Linked DNA regions of Sus scrofa: region 2 is linked to region 1. The links are chromatin contacts, called in public HiChIP or PLAC-seq maps. All regions are on one chromosome and are shown on one strand. Each heading gives the region's core, a stretch centred on a gene start, on an enhancer-like site or on the middle of the called end of the contact. The rest is flanking DNA. Distances are from core to core; before and after follow the strand shown.

What was found. HiChIP or PLAC-seq counts read pairs in DNA pulled down with a chosen protein or histone mark.
Region 2: an H3K27ac HiChIP or PLAC-seq map of alveolar macrophages shows a contact between it and region 1. The contact joins the enhancer-like site here to the promoter of EFNB2 in region 1. A contact is called at or near these places in 1 of 47 Hi-C or Micro-C datasets (epiblast stem cells) and 1 of 2 datasets of contacts at active chromatin or transcription factors (alveolar macrophages).

The regions. Positions count from the first base shown.
Region 1 is chr11:74,231,220-74,234,724 of Sscrofa11.1, reverse strand. EFNB2 (ephrin B2) reads left to right here and starts at 1,957. Exons shown (of 5, transcript NM_001114286.1): 1 at 1,957-2,078. The coding sequence starts at 1,957.
Region 2 is chr11:74,308,143-74,311,327 of Sscrofa11.1, reverse strand. No RefSeq gene overlaps it. Among named protein-coding and RNA genes, the nearest start is that of ARGLU1, 42 kb to the right of the region's middle. Within about 2 kb of position 1,522, at least 6 of the 83 cell types and tissues checked have an H3K27ac peak or open chromatin away from gene starts, as enhancers often do. A contact at or near this core is called in alveolar macrophages, where this site is marked.

The DNA.
Region 1 (3,505 bases), core at 708-3,207:
TAGTGGATAATTTGGCAAAAAAAAAAAAATGTAGGAATACTGTCCGCTTCCTTGCATTAAGACATTAAAGAAACCCTTTAACGAAGGCATATGTATGTACGACCCGGTCGCTTTGCTGCACAGCAGAAATTTATAGAACATTGTAAATCAACTATAATTTAAAAAAAATTTTTAAAGAAACCCTGGGTCAGGATTTTTTTTAAAGCGTGTTGGTATCCAAATGTAACAACTGTGAACTGTTACGTTTGTATTGTGCCTTATTTCTTCCGAGCTCTCCCTGCTGTTGTCATTTCAGCAGATCCTCCTTTGGACTTTCCGCGTGGTTGGGTCGCGGGTTCTGGTTCCGGGTGGCGAGACCGTGGTGCTCGCTCCCGCCGAGCGCGTCGGCCGCTAGTGGGCGCTGTGGGTCCGTGGAAGCGGCGGCGCGGAGGCGCCGGTCCCAGCCACTCTTTGGGCAAGCGCCTCGCCGACAATCCAACTGAAGAATTCCTGCCGCCTCTGTGTTTTGGCGCTATTTGTCACCGTCACCCCTAAATCCCCCGGTCACCTTGGGAGGCGTGAGTGTGTCGCAGAGGCTAATTAAGGAGAAGGTCCCGCGGCGGGCGCGGGTGTGCAGGCGACACTTGGGGGAAGGAGAGGTGCTCCCTTCGCGGGAAGCGAGGCGCGGAGGGCTCGGGGCCAGGACGTCCGCGCCCCGGGAGTCGTTTTGCTTCTCCCGGCGCCAGCTGACGTTTGGTACCGAAGTCAGGTGTGAAACGCATGACTGAGAGGCCTGGTGGGGGCCGCGAAGGGATGCGCGAACAGGACGTGAGCCAGTCCACGCAGAAGGCGCACATCATTTAAGGAGGAAGGCCCACGGGAAACCCACTGCCAACCACTCCGGAGGGAAAGTTTCGCCATCGACGTCGTCCCTCGGCTGAAGTTAGGACACTTCCCGGGCAATGAGAGCGCGTGCTGGGCGTGGGGACAGGTGGCCCGTGCTGTCCCTGTCCCCATTCGCCCGCCCCTGCCAGCGTCCCCATCCCGCAGCCCCGGGAGCGCCGGGTGCACGCGCAACCTCCTCTCCCTCGAGGGCTTCCCAGCGCTCAGCTCTTGCCGCCGCCCTGGCCGGGGGCGGGGCTCACCTGTCAGCTGGCGCCCCGCCTCGCGGCTCCCAATGTCGGGAGGGGGCGGCTGATGGACCGGCCAGCCGCCCAATCCGCTCGCGTCTGCGGAGCAACGGACCAATGGGCTGCGCGATGTGGGGCGGGGCCCGGCGTTTATAGTGCTCTGACAGCGCGCAGGCAGAGCTGACTCTCCTCGGCGGGGACGGCGGCGCCGGCCGGAGCGAGGAGCCGCGCGCGAAGCTGGTCCCGGCGCCCACCCCGCACACAAAGGCCCGCGCGCGTCTGGCGCCCGCGGCGAGGAACGAGCCCCTCCTGCCTGATCCGCGGGCTGGGAGCGGCGAGGACTTTGGAGGCTCCCGGGCGCCTGGAGGCGCCCTTCGCAGCTCGCGGTCCGCGCTCCGGGACATGGAACCGCGCCGAAGCGGCGCCCGCGCGCTCGGGCCACTGCCCGCCCCCCTGGATCTATAGTGCCAGGCGGCCCCGCTCAGGGCGCAGCGCCCGCCGCCCGCGCCGAGTCCGTCTCTCCGCCTTTGTGTCCCGGCCGCGCGCCCTCTCCGCCGCCCCGCGCCCGGCACCCTGGAGCCGCACGGGGTACGGCTGTCCGAGCTGCGTCCGGCGCGGCGCCCCGGAGCCCCGAGCCCGCCGCGCCGCCGCGCCCCGCGCGTGCGCTCCCGCCCCGCGTTCTGAGGGCCCCGAAGGGAACGTCCCTGGCCTCGGCAACCGCTGGAGCTGCTCGGCGCGCCCCGGAGCTGCCTGCGGTCCCTCCTTGTCTGCCCGGAAGATTGGGGCTTTCGGCCCGCACCCCGTTCCTCCGACGCCAGGAGTGCGCGGAGCTGGGAGCGGCTTCGCCATGGCCGCGAGGAGGGACTCCGTGTGGAAGTACTGCTGGGGAGTTTTGATGGTTTTATGCAGAACTGCGATTTCCAGATCGATAGTTTTAGAGCCCATCTATTGGAATTCCTCGAACTCTAAGTAAGTAGCGTCCGCAATCCCCCTCGATCGCCGCCCCGGGGTCCGCCGCGCCCCGTGCTGTCCTGGCGGGAGGAAGGGTCGGGCCGTGGAGCCTCGGAGCCTGTTTCTGGAACCTCGATTACTCGCGTCCGCTTGTCCCCCACCCCAGCACGTTTCACTTGATGGTGACTCCGCTCGGCCTTCCAGCCAGAGCGCCGGCCCTAAGGGGCGCCCTCCTAGTCACTCCTTCCCCCATCAGCTCCCTGGCGCTAAAAAAACCCTGATGGCTCGAGTGTCATGTCCGGGAAGGTGTCCGATGGCGATACCTGACCCTCGCTTCTTTTCGAGGCCGGGGAACAGGGCCACCAACCATGCTGGCCTGCGCGCGAGGGCTTGCAGGCTTCGGAGAGGCGGGGATGCTGTGCTCCCAAGGAGCAGCGGAGCGCGGTCCAGGCCCCGCGGGCGGGCGGGGTCGGCGGTGCTCGGGCGTGGAGAGCACTCGGGAGAAGGGAGCCTGGTGTCTCTGGGCCGCCCGGAGCTCGTGCGCCTCGGCGCCGCGCCGCCTGCCCGAGGGTGCGCAGGGAGCTCGCCTGCTTGGGAGAACTCGGGCGGCGAGCCCTTTTCCTCCCCGCCCTGGAGGCCGGCCTTAGAGTGCTCCCGGGGAACCCTCTGCACGTCGGCCTCTACCTTCTTTTCTAAACCAGCGGCCCCGAACTCTGTGCCGTCGCGATAGCTGACTTGATTTTGAGGACGTTTTCTGCAAAAGCCTAATTAAGGCCCGGCCCAGCCAACACAGCCCCTGAAGCCTTCGCACTCGAGGAGCCTGGGCGGGAATGGGGAATAGGATCCTTGAATTCGACTTGCTTTTATGAAACAGTGCAGCCGGGAGAAAGCCAGGCCTTGTGCAGATTAAGTTTCAGTACTAGCTACCAGCGTACATCTAGAATTTAGAAAAGGTGATCCCTCCCTAAATATATAATTAGTCGTCTGTGCATTCAGTATTGCGTATCATCTCATTCTCCAGACACATTTCGAATCATAACCAAAAACATTTTATAGAATCATGGAATTTTCACCTTGGGAAACTTGGGACACCAAGCATGAAGACATTGGCTGTTGGGGAGTAAGCATTTGAGATCAGAAGCAAAATCAGTGACCTAATTGAAGTTGAGCGAGTTCGTCATGGATTTAGGAATAAAAGGACGGGGATTTAGAGATCGCATCTTAATTAAAGAATTATATGCACTCTTTTAAAAGTGGTGCATTTCACATTCACCAACATGTTAGCCAAGAATTCCCTATCAGAGGGTGAAAAACGTCCCGGCTAAATCGGATTACAGAGAAATTCTTAAAAGATGCTGCATGGCACCATGAAGCAGATGCTTCCCAGCCCTGCTCCTTGTAAAAGTTACTTAAGGCGACCTCCTTCCCTGCAGCCCGGCCTTATA
Region 2 (3,185 bases), core at 273-2,772, 77 kb before region 1:
GCTCTGCCCATGGCCTGAAGCAAGATGATACTTTCCAGAAGGTTTGAAACAGTTTGCTTCACTCAGAGCACGGGGAGAGGCAAGTCACGAGCTGGCAGGTCATAAATACCAAGACTTGAATCCGTGGCACGGCCACTCTTTGCGGTAAGGTAGCCCATCTCTTTTTCTAAGTATCCTTATCCACGAAATGAAGACATAGCCGTGCTGTGGTCAAGATTAAATCAGAGACTGTGTGTAAAATACTGGCTGTGCTTGCTTGAATGGTGGCCCCCGAAAAGCTGTGTCCTCTCTGACCCCCAGAACCTGAGTGTGACCTTATTTGAAAAAAGGGTCTTGGAGTCCCTGCTGGGGCTCAGTGGGTTAAGTACCCGAGCAATATCCATGAGGATGAGGGTTGGATCCCTGGCCTCGCTCAGTGGGTTAAGGATCTGGCATTGCCTCAAGCTGCAGCGGCATAGGTTGCAGTTGTAGTTCAGATCCCACTGTGCATGGCTGTGGCTATGGTGTAGGCTGGCAGCTGCAGCTCTGATTTGACCCCTAGCCTGGGAACTTTCATATACTGCAGGGGCAGCCATAAAAAGGAAGAAAGAAAAGAAACAAAGAAAACAGGGTCGAAATTTCTAAATGCAATGACAAGTGTTCTTATAAGATGCAGCAGATGAGAACACAGGGTCAGGGAGGAGAAGCCGTGAAGACGGAGGCAGAGACTGCGCTGCTGCAGCTATAAGCCCAGAAATGCCGTCGGCCACCGGATGCTGGAAGAGGCAAGGAATGACTGTCCCCTGGAGACTCATAGGGAACACAGCCCTGCTGGGACCTTGATGTGAGACTTCCAGCTTCAGAACTAAAAGATAATACATTTCTCTTGTTTTAAGTCACCCAGTTTACATTAGGTTGTTCAGGCAGCCCTAGAAAACTAATATACCTGGAAAATTCTCCAAAAAAAAAAGTTTATTCTCTTGTCTCATTCTTCCCCTTCCTCAGCTGGAGTGAGGCCCCCTACCCGTGGAACGGGGACATGGCTCCCTCATGGGCCACCTGCCATGCTCCCTGCTTGTACGAGAGAATCAGTAGGTGCCATAGTACTGGGGCATCACCGTAATGAACAGAAGCCCCATCATGCCTTCATGTGTGTTTCCCACCATGACGCGCGGTCCTGTGGGGGAGGGGAGGCAGGCTGGGAAGCACATTGCGGATAATCGGTAGAAACAGCCAACCTGGAGAGTGTCCTGCTCTGTGCCAAGCACTAGCTGCATGCATGCACTCCAGGCACACATTTCACCTCTGTAACACGCTTGTGAGGCACATCCAGCCCTATCTGATGGAGGAGAGCACCAAGGACCAGAGAAGCTGAATGGCTTGCTCAGAGTGACAAAGCTAGTCGATGCCAAGCCTGGGGGATTTGTGGCCAGCCATTCGGATTCAGAAATTCATGCTTTTAACCACAGTATTTGTTTCCTGTGGCTGCCATAACGCACTGGGTGGCTTGTGCAATAGATATTTATTGCCTCGCAGTTCTGGAGGCCAATGTCTGAAATGATGTGTCAGCAGAGTTGGTTCCTTCTTTGCCCTGTCTCTTGGTGTCATCTTGCCTCCAGGCATGTCTCTGCATCCGGATTTCCGCTTTCAAGACAGACACCAGTCGTTTTGGATTACAGCCTGCCCGAACGACCTCGTTTTACCCTGACTACCTCTGTAAAGACCCCGTCTCCAAACAAGATCTCACTCAGACGTACTGGGATTAAGACTTCACCATATGGATTTTGGGAGAACACAGTCCAATCCACAGCAGCCACCCCGCCACACTGGCTCTCGTCACTGAAGAATGAATGAATGAATGAATGAGCAGGTGAAGCACCACCTTCCCTGCCAGAGTCGCCAACTCGGAGGCTCACCTCCGGGTCCAAGTTACTGCAAACCCAGCAGATGAGGCAAGAGTGTTTGGTGGATGTGAGTAGAGAGGTTGGAATCAAATCCTGGCTCTGACACGTCTTTCCTGTGGGACTGGGGGAAGGGGCTCAATTTCCGAGTTGAGTCTCTTTTTCCTCTTCTGATGAGAGAAAAATATACAGGGCCGACCTCTGAGGGCGGTGAGAGCTGCAGTGAGGAGCCCAGGAAAGCAGAGTGCCTGCAAGCGTTCTGAGTGCCGGCCCTGCCCTTAGGTGCCTCTCTTCCTCTGAAGGACACTCTGCCCCCGTCCTTTGCTGGCCTCTTCTCTGGATGGCGCTGGAGCTCCCGATTTCTTACAGCATCTCTGCCTCCCGTTTTACACCAGTGGGAATTAGAACTTTCCCAGGAACTGACCTTGCTGGAGCAGGATATCAGCAGGTGCGGGCATGGCCAGGGCTGAGCAAACTAGAGCCCGCTGTCAAATTACAGGGTCCAGAAAAGCAGAGACAATGCAGACGTGACTCAAGCCAGTGTCTCCATCCAAAGGAATATAATTCAGCTGGGATTTCTGGGATCCTCATGGGATACTCAAAAATCCCATGAGATTCACCAACCAGACACTATGATTTTCAACTTGGAGAGAGTGTAAATGACGTGTCCAGTGTTAGACCAAGGCAGTGGCCAAAGTCAACAACAGTACAAATGCCAGGGGGAGGGGGAGCCAGAGGACACCAGTCAGCTCAGTTCAATTGGTTTAACAAACATTTGCTGAGAATGAAGGAATCATTAGACCAAGTGCCAGAAAACAAGGGCCCAGAGCAGCCACAGAGATGTCTTCCTCCGGCCCCCCCAACAGGAGGTGGCAGATTTACAGGAGGGGATGAGCAAAAGGTTAGGGGGAGTCCAGGAGCAGGAGGGGCTGATCCGAGCCAGGGGCTCAGGGATACTGCAGGGAACCACTGGCAAGGCGGCAGAAGGGTGAGGAGAAAGCAGAAAGTCGAAGAGGGCCACGGAGGCCAGAGTGGGATCAGCGGGTGCAGGCGGGGACGGAGCCACGGAAACCAACAAGCCATCATTTCTGCTAACTCGGGAGCTGGGCGCAGAACTCTGCCACTGCGGAGGCAGCACCAGCCGCCAGAAGGCTGCCCGCCTGCTGCCTGCCCCATGTGGACATCACGCAGAAATCGTCCAGGGGTTAAACAGAAGAGACAAGATCAGCTTCGACGCCGAAGAGCAGCTCCCCAGGGGAGGATGGACTGGGGCGTTGGTTCTTGATCTTCATGATTAGCAGAATC